2 separate regions of the Mus musculus genome follow, and region 1 is linked to region 2. Evidence: chromatin contacts called from public HiChIP or PLAC-seq data. All regions are on one chromosome and are shown on one strand. The core of a region is the stretch at or near the end of the contact, and the rest is flanking DNA. Distances in the headings are between cores, read along the strand shown. Region 1 overlaps Gm20110 (predicted gene, 20110). Region 2 overlaps Atp2b1 (ATPase, Ca++ transporting, plasma membrane 1).

Evidence for each region. HiChIP or PLAC-seq counts read pairs in DNA pulled down with a chosen protein or histone mark.
Region 1: a contact with region 2 is called in an HNF4G HiChIP or PLAC-seq map of pancreatic cancer cells. The contact joins two enhancer-like sites. A contact is called at or near these places in 5 of 115 datasets of contacts at active chromatin or transcription factors (astrocytes, embryonic fibroblasts, embryonic stem cells and 2 more).

Annotation. Positions count from the first base shown.
Region 1 is chr10:99,626,357-99,629,898 of GRCm38.p6, forward strand. The region is part of intron 1 of Gm20110 (predicted gene, 20110); the gene reads left to right. Among named protein-coding and RNA genes, the nearest start is that of Gm20110, 19 kb to the left of the region's middle. Within about 2 kb of position 1,550, at least 18 of the 459 cell types and tissues checked have an H3K27ac peak or open chromatin away from gene starts, as enhancers often do. A contact at or near this core is called in pancreatic cancer cells, where this site is marked.
Region 2 is chr10:98,949,671-98,953,183 of GRCm38.p6, forward strand. The region is part of intron 1 of Atp2b1 (ATPase, Ca++ transporting, plasma membrane 1); the gene reads left to right. Among named protein-coding and RNA genes, the nearest start is that of Atp2b1, 36 kb to the left of the region's middle. Within about 2 kb of position 2,176, at least 44 of the 459 cell types and tissues checked have an H3K27ac peak or open chromatin away from gene starts, as enhancers often do. A contact at or near this core is called in pancreatic cancer cells, where this site is marked.

The sequences.
Region 1 (3,542 bases), core at 300-2,799, 680 kb after region 2:
TCTTAAATATTTTTAAGTGTTTTTCTGTTTTTGTTGGTTTGTTTGTTCTTGTTTTGAGACACAGTCTCACTGTGTAGCCCAAGCTGACCTCACACTTACAGCAGCCTTCTGACCTCTTGCACGCACCGCCATGCCATCCCAGTCTTCAATCTGAAGAGAGCATCCTCATCTCTAAAGAGCCCACCTGTGTCTCCAGGGCAAACTCATCACCTTCTTCGTTCTGTTATGATTATAACTGTCATTGTCTTACTGCCTCGTGTTGAATAAATTCACTTTAGGTCCTTCTCTTCCACTGAGACTGAAGTACTGGGGGTGTGGGGATACCAACCAGGCCTTGACTCTTTAGGATCAGCACAGAACAAGGCCTAGGTTTGTTACAGGATGGGTTCAAGATGAATGTACTCTTTTGCTTTCAGTTAGCATACCTGAATGGTGATCATAAAAACATACATCCCACAGTCTGATTCCTAACTCTATAAATATTGCCCCGTAGAAGAAGAGAAATCTCTCCTTAGGTGGAAAGGAGAAACCTACTGTGGGTGGTCTAAGGAGAAGACTTTTGGTATGAAAAGAGAAACACAAAGGACAGGAGACCTGAGTGATGGGGCCTCAAGCCAAGGAACGCCCAGATCTATCAGAAGTTCAAGAGGCAAGGGATGGGTTCCAGGGTTTTGGAAGAGACTCTGGCTCTCATCAGACCTTCTGAACTCCTGGCCTCTAGAGCTACCAAAAACCAAAAGTTTATTGTCTTAAGACATCCAGTTTGTGGCAATTTGTTTCAGCGTCTCAAGAAAGCCATGCTAATCTCTTGTGGTAACATTTCTGAAGTTAACTTCCTGTCAAAAGTGAAGAGGTCTTTGGATGGACTAGCATTGGGGAGGTTACACATACAAGATTTTTCCCGAACAGCTTTTCTGATCCTGTACAAGACAAAGGTGCATTGTGACCACCAAGGCTCTAGAATTTCTCAGCATCTTGGGCCACAGGATGTGCCTTTCTCATCCTGTGAAATGCGTGTTACCATAGGTCTATAGGCATTGATGTTCAGCGGGACAGAACTCTACAGTCTGTGAGACTTGGAGCCCATTTATAATCCGACAAAGTAGGGGCCTTAGGGAAGGTGCAGAAGGCATTGTTCCCGAAGTGTGCACACAGGAAACCAGCCCAAGGAGAATGGAATGCCTTTGCAAATATCTAATGTTTGCTTGGCACAGCTTGTCCGGTTGAGCTTTGCAAAATCTTCCTCAGGCTTTGTTTTCCTGGTTTCTGTGGAGCCAGTTCATGTCTCAAGGCAAGTCGGGGCTGGGCTGGCTGGAAACCACTGAGGAATTAGGTGAGTTTACTTGGTCTCCAGGTGCATGACAAGGAATGGCCAGTTCAAGCTATCATGTGGGATATTAATGCTTGTCTGGGGTACCCTTTCCCCTCTCGGTTATTAGTTTTTCTTCCTCAGTATCCTGGATTCTCTTTCTCTTAAATGTCAGTAACAGCTCAAGAGCTTAGGATGTAGCTCGAGATTTAGTTGTCTATGAAAGAATTAGTCATTGTATTTCTTTTGGCAAACCCATCATCATGTAACCCTGCAGCAAAATGAAGGGGAATCAGGAAGCCCGAGGATTTGACCTTATAACAGAACAAACATGGCCTCCAGCAATTAAGTTCTGGGATGGCTTGAGATGTTAAGAAGTAAATAGGTCTACATGGCTTGATTTATTAACCTTTTCGAGTTATAGGCAATATTGAGAAAAACAACTCAAGCTCATGAAAATAGTTGCGTGAAGAGAAAACCATTTCCAACTATTATGCTACTTTAGCAAACTAAATGGCGGGGGTGGGGGGAAGTAGAAGCAGAAAGTGCTAGAAATATTGTATCTCCTTAGCTTGACCTAATAAAGTCTTATTTATTTATTTATTATTTAATGTGTTCATGCTTGTGTGTACATGCATATGAAAGTTCACTCGCACCCAAGTGCGCATATGGCGGCCTGAGGTCAACATTGAGTGTCCACTTCATTGTTATCCACTTATTATTATTATTATTATTATTATTATTATTATTATTATTATTATTATTTGGAGCTAGAGTCTCTCATCACTCTGGCTAGCCTGACTAGTTAGCAATCCCTAGGGTTACCAGTGTCTTCATTTCCCAGACCCAGGACTACAGGTGCATGCCACACCACCACACTCAAAAGTTTTAAAGATTTATGTATTAATTGGATGCTGAGAGCTGAACTGGGGTCCCCAAGCTTCCAGGGGAATCTCTTTAATGACGGGGTTATCTCCTTAGTCCCTGCTTTCCCTGTTGAAAACTCAAATTATTTTGTGGCCACTCCCACTTGAAAGATTTCAAGACTGCATGTCTTAAATTACAGCTACTCTCAGACATCTCAATTAACTTTAATTCCGCTTTTCTCTAACGTCCCATCAGGTTATCTGTAGTCACCTTGTCTTCTCAGTACTTCCTGTCCTGACTTGGTTCCTATGGATTTGCATTTATTGCCCAAGAAGCTTAGTGGAAATGACTTTTTATTTTTTCAAATTTGTATGTTCCATATTTTTCTCTTTTAATGAACCACAGATAGATGGCTTTTGTTTAGAATGACATCTTTTTGCTCAGAGATGAGGGTCTCAATAGAACCTCAGCCCTGGGAGACATCACTCTACCCGTGTCTGATGTCTCACATTCATCTTTGTGGATTCTGACCTTAAGGTTTCTGCAGACAAAACCTAAGCACACGGATCCATATTACCTCCCCCTCCCTCAAACTTTTCCCTCATAGTCCAATATTCAGCAAATATGAAGTCTAACTTGTGGTAACTCAGAGGTATTTCTTTTCTTTGAAGCAGCGAGTTAGCCTGCTATAATGGATGTGAGTTCGCATGCAAACATGTGTGTGAGGAAGTGATGTGCATGTATGATGAGACATAAACCATAGGATATCTGCTTTCTTACGAACCAGCCAGATAGGGCCTTTATGTCACTTGAATGTGGGGTTCAGTTGACACATAGGAGAAGAGAGGCCATGAAATGAGGAAACTTGGAGTTTATGGCTGAGTTAATGGGCTACCTCTCTTTGCAGAAAGAAGGGGTGAATTTCTACTTTATTATCTTGGAATGTGAACGCCAAAGGTCTCTGTCATTGGGCCTGATGCTATGGCTTAAATCATACACTGAAAGCTTAACCTCTTGTGGTATTGAGGGGTCTTTGGGAGACAGGCAGGTTATATGGTCAACACTTTTGTGAGGAGAACATATGCATTTGTAAGAGAAATGCAAATGAGCTTGTTTGCCCCGGCACTGTGAGAGGACACACTAAGAAATGACATTTACATTGAAAGCATATTCTCACCATATGCTCAATCTGCAGCCCCTTAATTTCTGCCTGCAGACATGTGAACAATTCTCATGTTATTTTTCAATCTACTCAGTCTACATTATTTTACTGTAACAGCAGAAAGGGATAAAGATGTTAAAAGTACCACAATACTTTGATTCAGAAATCATTGTTTTCTGCAGTTCCTGCCCAAGAAGAAACTTG
Region 2 (3,513 bases), core at 926-3,425:
TAACCATCACCACCACCCCTTTATTCCCTTTCAATTTTATGGAACTGTAAATAGCCATGAAGAGGAAGGAAGGAAGGGAGGGAGGGAGGGAGGGAGGGAGGGAGGGAGGGAGGGAGGGAGGGAAAAAAATCAACCACCATCAGGATATGTAGCTAGGCTGGGCTGAGACAGGAGGATCATAGGTCCTAGGCCCACCTGCCATGCTTAGTGAAATGCTATCTCAAATCAAACTCTGCAGACAATGACATCCTTACTGTGCCTGTTGTAGAAGTCACATGTTCTGTATAACTTCCTTTTGGGGGGGTTGGGGGGTGTCTTTATCTCTGCCCACAATACCTGGGACTAAAGAGATAATATTTAAAGATTCCTGTTCTTCTCGTGTTGATATGTGTTCATGGATTAAAACTAAACTGACATGACAGACTTGAAATATATACACTAGTTGAAAGATGCCCTATTTGGTAATAAAGTATTCAGCACTAAATATTTGATAAATGAAAAACTACCTGTAAGTTGTCATCTTCTGTGTATTTTCTTACTGCATTTTATCCACATTGCTTATTTACCTATTTAAAAGCCCCCAGTCTTAGCTAATATTTATAATGTCAGTGCTGGCTGCTTCAAGGAGCTAGAAACCCTTATGCTCTCTGAATGACATTTGCCACAACAAGAAGGATTTCCAACTGCATCACAGAGAAATGATATCACATTCAGTTCTAATCCTTATGGCAGCTCTGAAATGTTGGTAGCCACATTTGCATTTAATGGACAGGACCTATAACTCTTACATGGGACATAATATGAAGAGAATTTGATGGGCCAAGGAGATGGCTCAGCAAGTTCAGATTCTGACTACGTACATAAAAGGCTGAGTAGGGTAGCACACATCTGTAGACTCAGCACTGATGGCCAGTCAGGAGGATCTCTGGGGCTTGCTGGCCAGGCAGCCTCCAGCCAGGTGAAGAGTCCTGGGCTCTGCAAGATACTATGCTTCAAAAGTAAGGTGGAGAGTTAGAGGGCAGTGGTCCTCAACCTTCCTAATGCTGAGACCTTTTAATACAGTTCCTCATGTTGTGAACACCAGTCATAAAATTATTTCATTGCTACTTCAACTGTAATTTTGATATTGTTATGAATCATAATGTAAATATCTGATGTGATTGCCCTTCCCACCAAAGGGTTGTGACCCACAAGATGAGAGCCACTGTTATAGAGGGACTGACTTAGGAATATTGGGTAGATAGAGCAGATCAGAGTTGCTTTTACCAGTAAGTGATAGTAGAAACATTGACTGGAGGAGCGTTTCTGAAATAACCTATGAAACACTGGCTCCAGGGTGTATTAGTAGGTATTAATGGAGGGGGGGTGGGGAGGGAGGGAGGGGAAGAAAGTTAAAATTAAGCTCAGGAAATGCAACATATACCATTTCCCTCTTAGAGTCCCATGTGTGCAAGGCTGAGAAAAGGCTGAAGAGACATGTTTTACTGGGCTGGTAGAAACTCTGTTAGAGTTCCGTGAGTTAGTCCCTCTTTAGGACATCCAGACTCAGTTGCTAGAATGAATTTAGGCTTAGAGTTTGAAATTTTAGTGTCAAGCGAGTAAAATCAACAGACAGAACTTGGAGAGGAAAATCAGTGTGCAGGTGCAGTCTGAACTGAACACATACTCTTCTGTGTGGGCCTTCAGGTGTGCACTAGCCTCTAATGCCTTGTATGTGCAGAGATATACACGATTGGATTCCACCGTGCTGTATAGAGTAGGGTAGGAATCTAAAGTCCTAAGTGGGTACTGACCTTGGACTGTACTGAGGTAGGTATAGAGGAAGTGGTAGGGAGAGACAGAAAGTGGCTAGAAAAGCCAGTCACAGAGTACGAATTGCCTGTGGAATGCGGAGGGGCCTGTCCATGAGAAGAGTAGATAAGGAGGGGAAGGTGACTCGTCTTACTTGTGCACACATGAGAAAACTGAGGCCAGCAGATGTGACCTGCTAGGGATTAAGGGCCAGGATAGCCTAGCCGAAAATCTTGTTCCTCTGATGTTCATTCTTACACTCAGATTGGAAGAAGGAAGAGGTAACAGATGATGGTGGCCACGTGTCTCATCTTGGGAGGGAGAGGACGAGCTGTCCCTGAGAGGATCTCTCTCACAGGATGGGAATAATCATATCCTGTTGTAGATTTACCTCGTAATGAGTCACACTTGGAGTCGCCGAAGCTCAGTGTCCTGACAGCGATCATGAGCTGGATATAAAAATCAGAATGCCATTTAACTGATTTATGGTATTTAAAGTACATTTGTCTGTGTGTGTGGTAGATGAGTGTGACTGTACACACTTTTTTGACTGTATGGAGTGGAGGCCAGGTGTCAGCACTGGGTGTCTCCTCTGTCACTTTTCACGCATTGTTTGAGACAGGGTTGCTCACTGAACCAAGAGCTCGCTCCGTCAGCTGGACTGACTGGCCAGCAGACATCTGAGATCCTCCCAGCCCTGTCCTTCAGTGGTGGGCAATTTGAAAGGGAGGTTTACAGATGGGGCCTCCACTCCTCGCTTTCACATGGCGCAGAGAACCCAGGTCCTCTCAATTCCACTTGAGGGATTTTTTTTTTAAAGGTCAATGTCAGAAACTCTCCAATCCTGCCTATGCACAGACAGGTTACACAGACAAGAGTAAAAAGTTACTAAAGAGCATGTTGGATATATGTATATATATCATATCGGGATTTGTAGATCATGTTGTACCTTTGTCTTAGTCAGGGTTTCTATTCCTGCACAAACATCATGACCAAGAAGCAAGTTGGGGAGGAAAGGGTTTATTCAGCTTACAATTCCATTCTGCTGTTTATCACCAAGGAAGTCAGGACTGGAACTCAAGCAGGTCAGAAAGCAGAAGCCGATGCAGAGGCCATGGAGGGATGTTCTTTATTGGCTTGCCTCTCCTGGCTTGCTCAGCCTGCTCTCTTTTAAAACCCAAGACTACCAGCCCAGAGATGGTCCCACCCACAAGGGGCCTTTCACCCTTGATCACTAATTGAGAAAATGCCTTAGAGTTGGATCTCATGGAGGCATTTCCTCAACTGAAGCTCCTTTCTCTGTGATAACCCCAGCTGTGTCAAGTTGACACAAAACTAACCAGTACAATTGACCCCTTGTCAACTTGACACACAAAAACATCACTAGTAAGCCTCAACCCTTACAATCTTATTCATTCCCATTCTAAATAACTTTAAAAGTCCCACAGTCTTTACATATTCTTAAATTTTCAATCTCTTTAAAATATCCATCTCTTTTAAAATCTAAAGTCTTTTTTACAATTAAAAGTCTCTTAACTGTGGGCTCCACTAAAACAGTTTCTTCCTTCAAGAGGGAAAATATCAGGGCACAGTCACAATCAAAAGCAAAAGTCAATCTCCAACCATCCAATGTCTGGGATCCAACTCACGATCTTCTGGGTTCCTCCAAGGGCTTGGGTCACTTCTCCAGCCATGCCCTTTGTAGCACACGCATCATCCTCT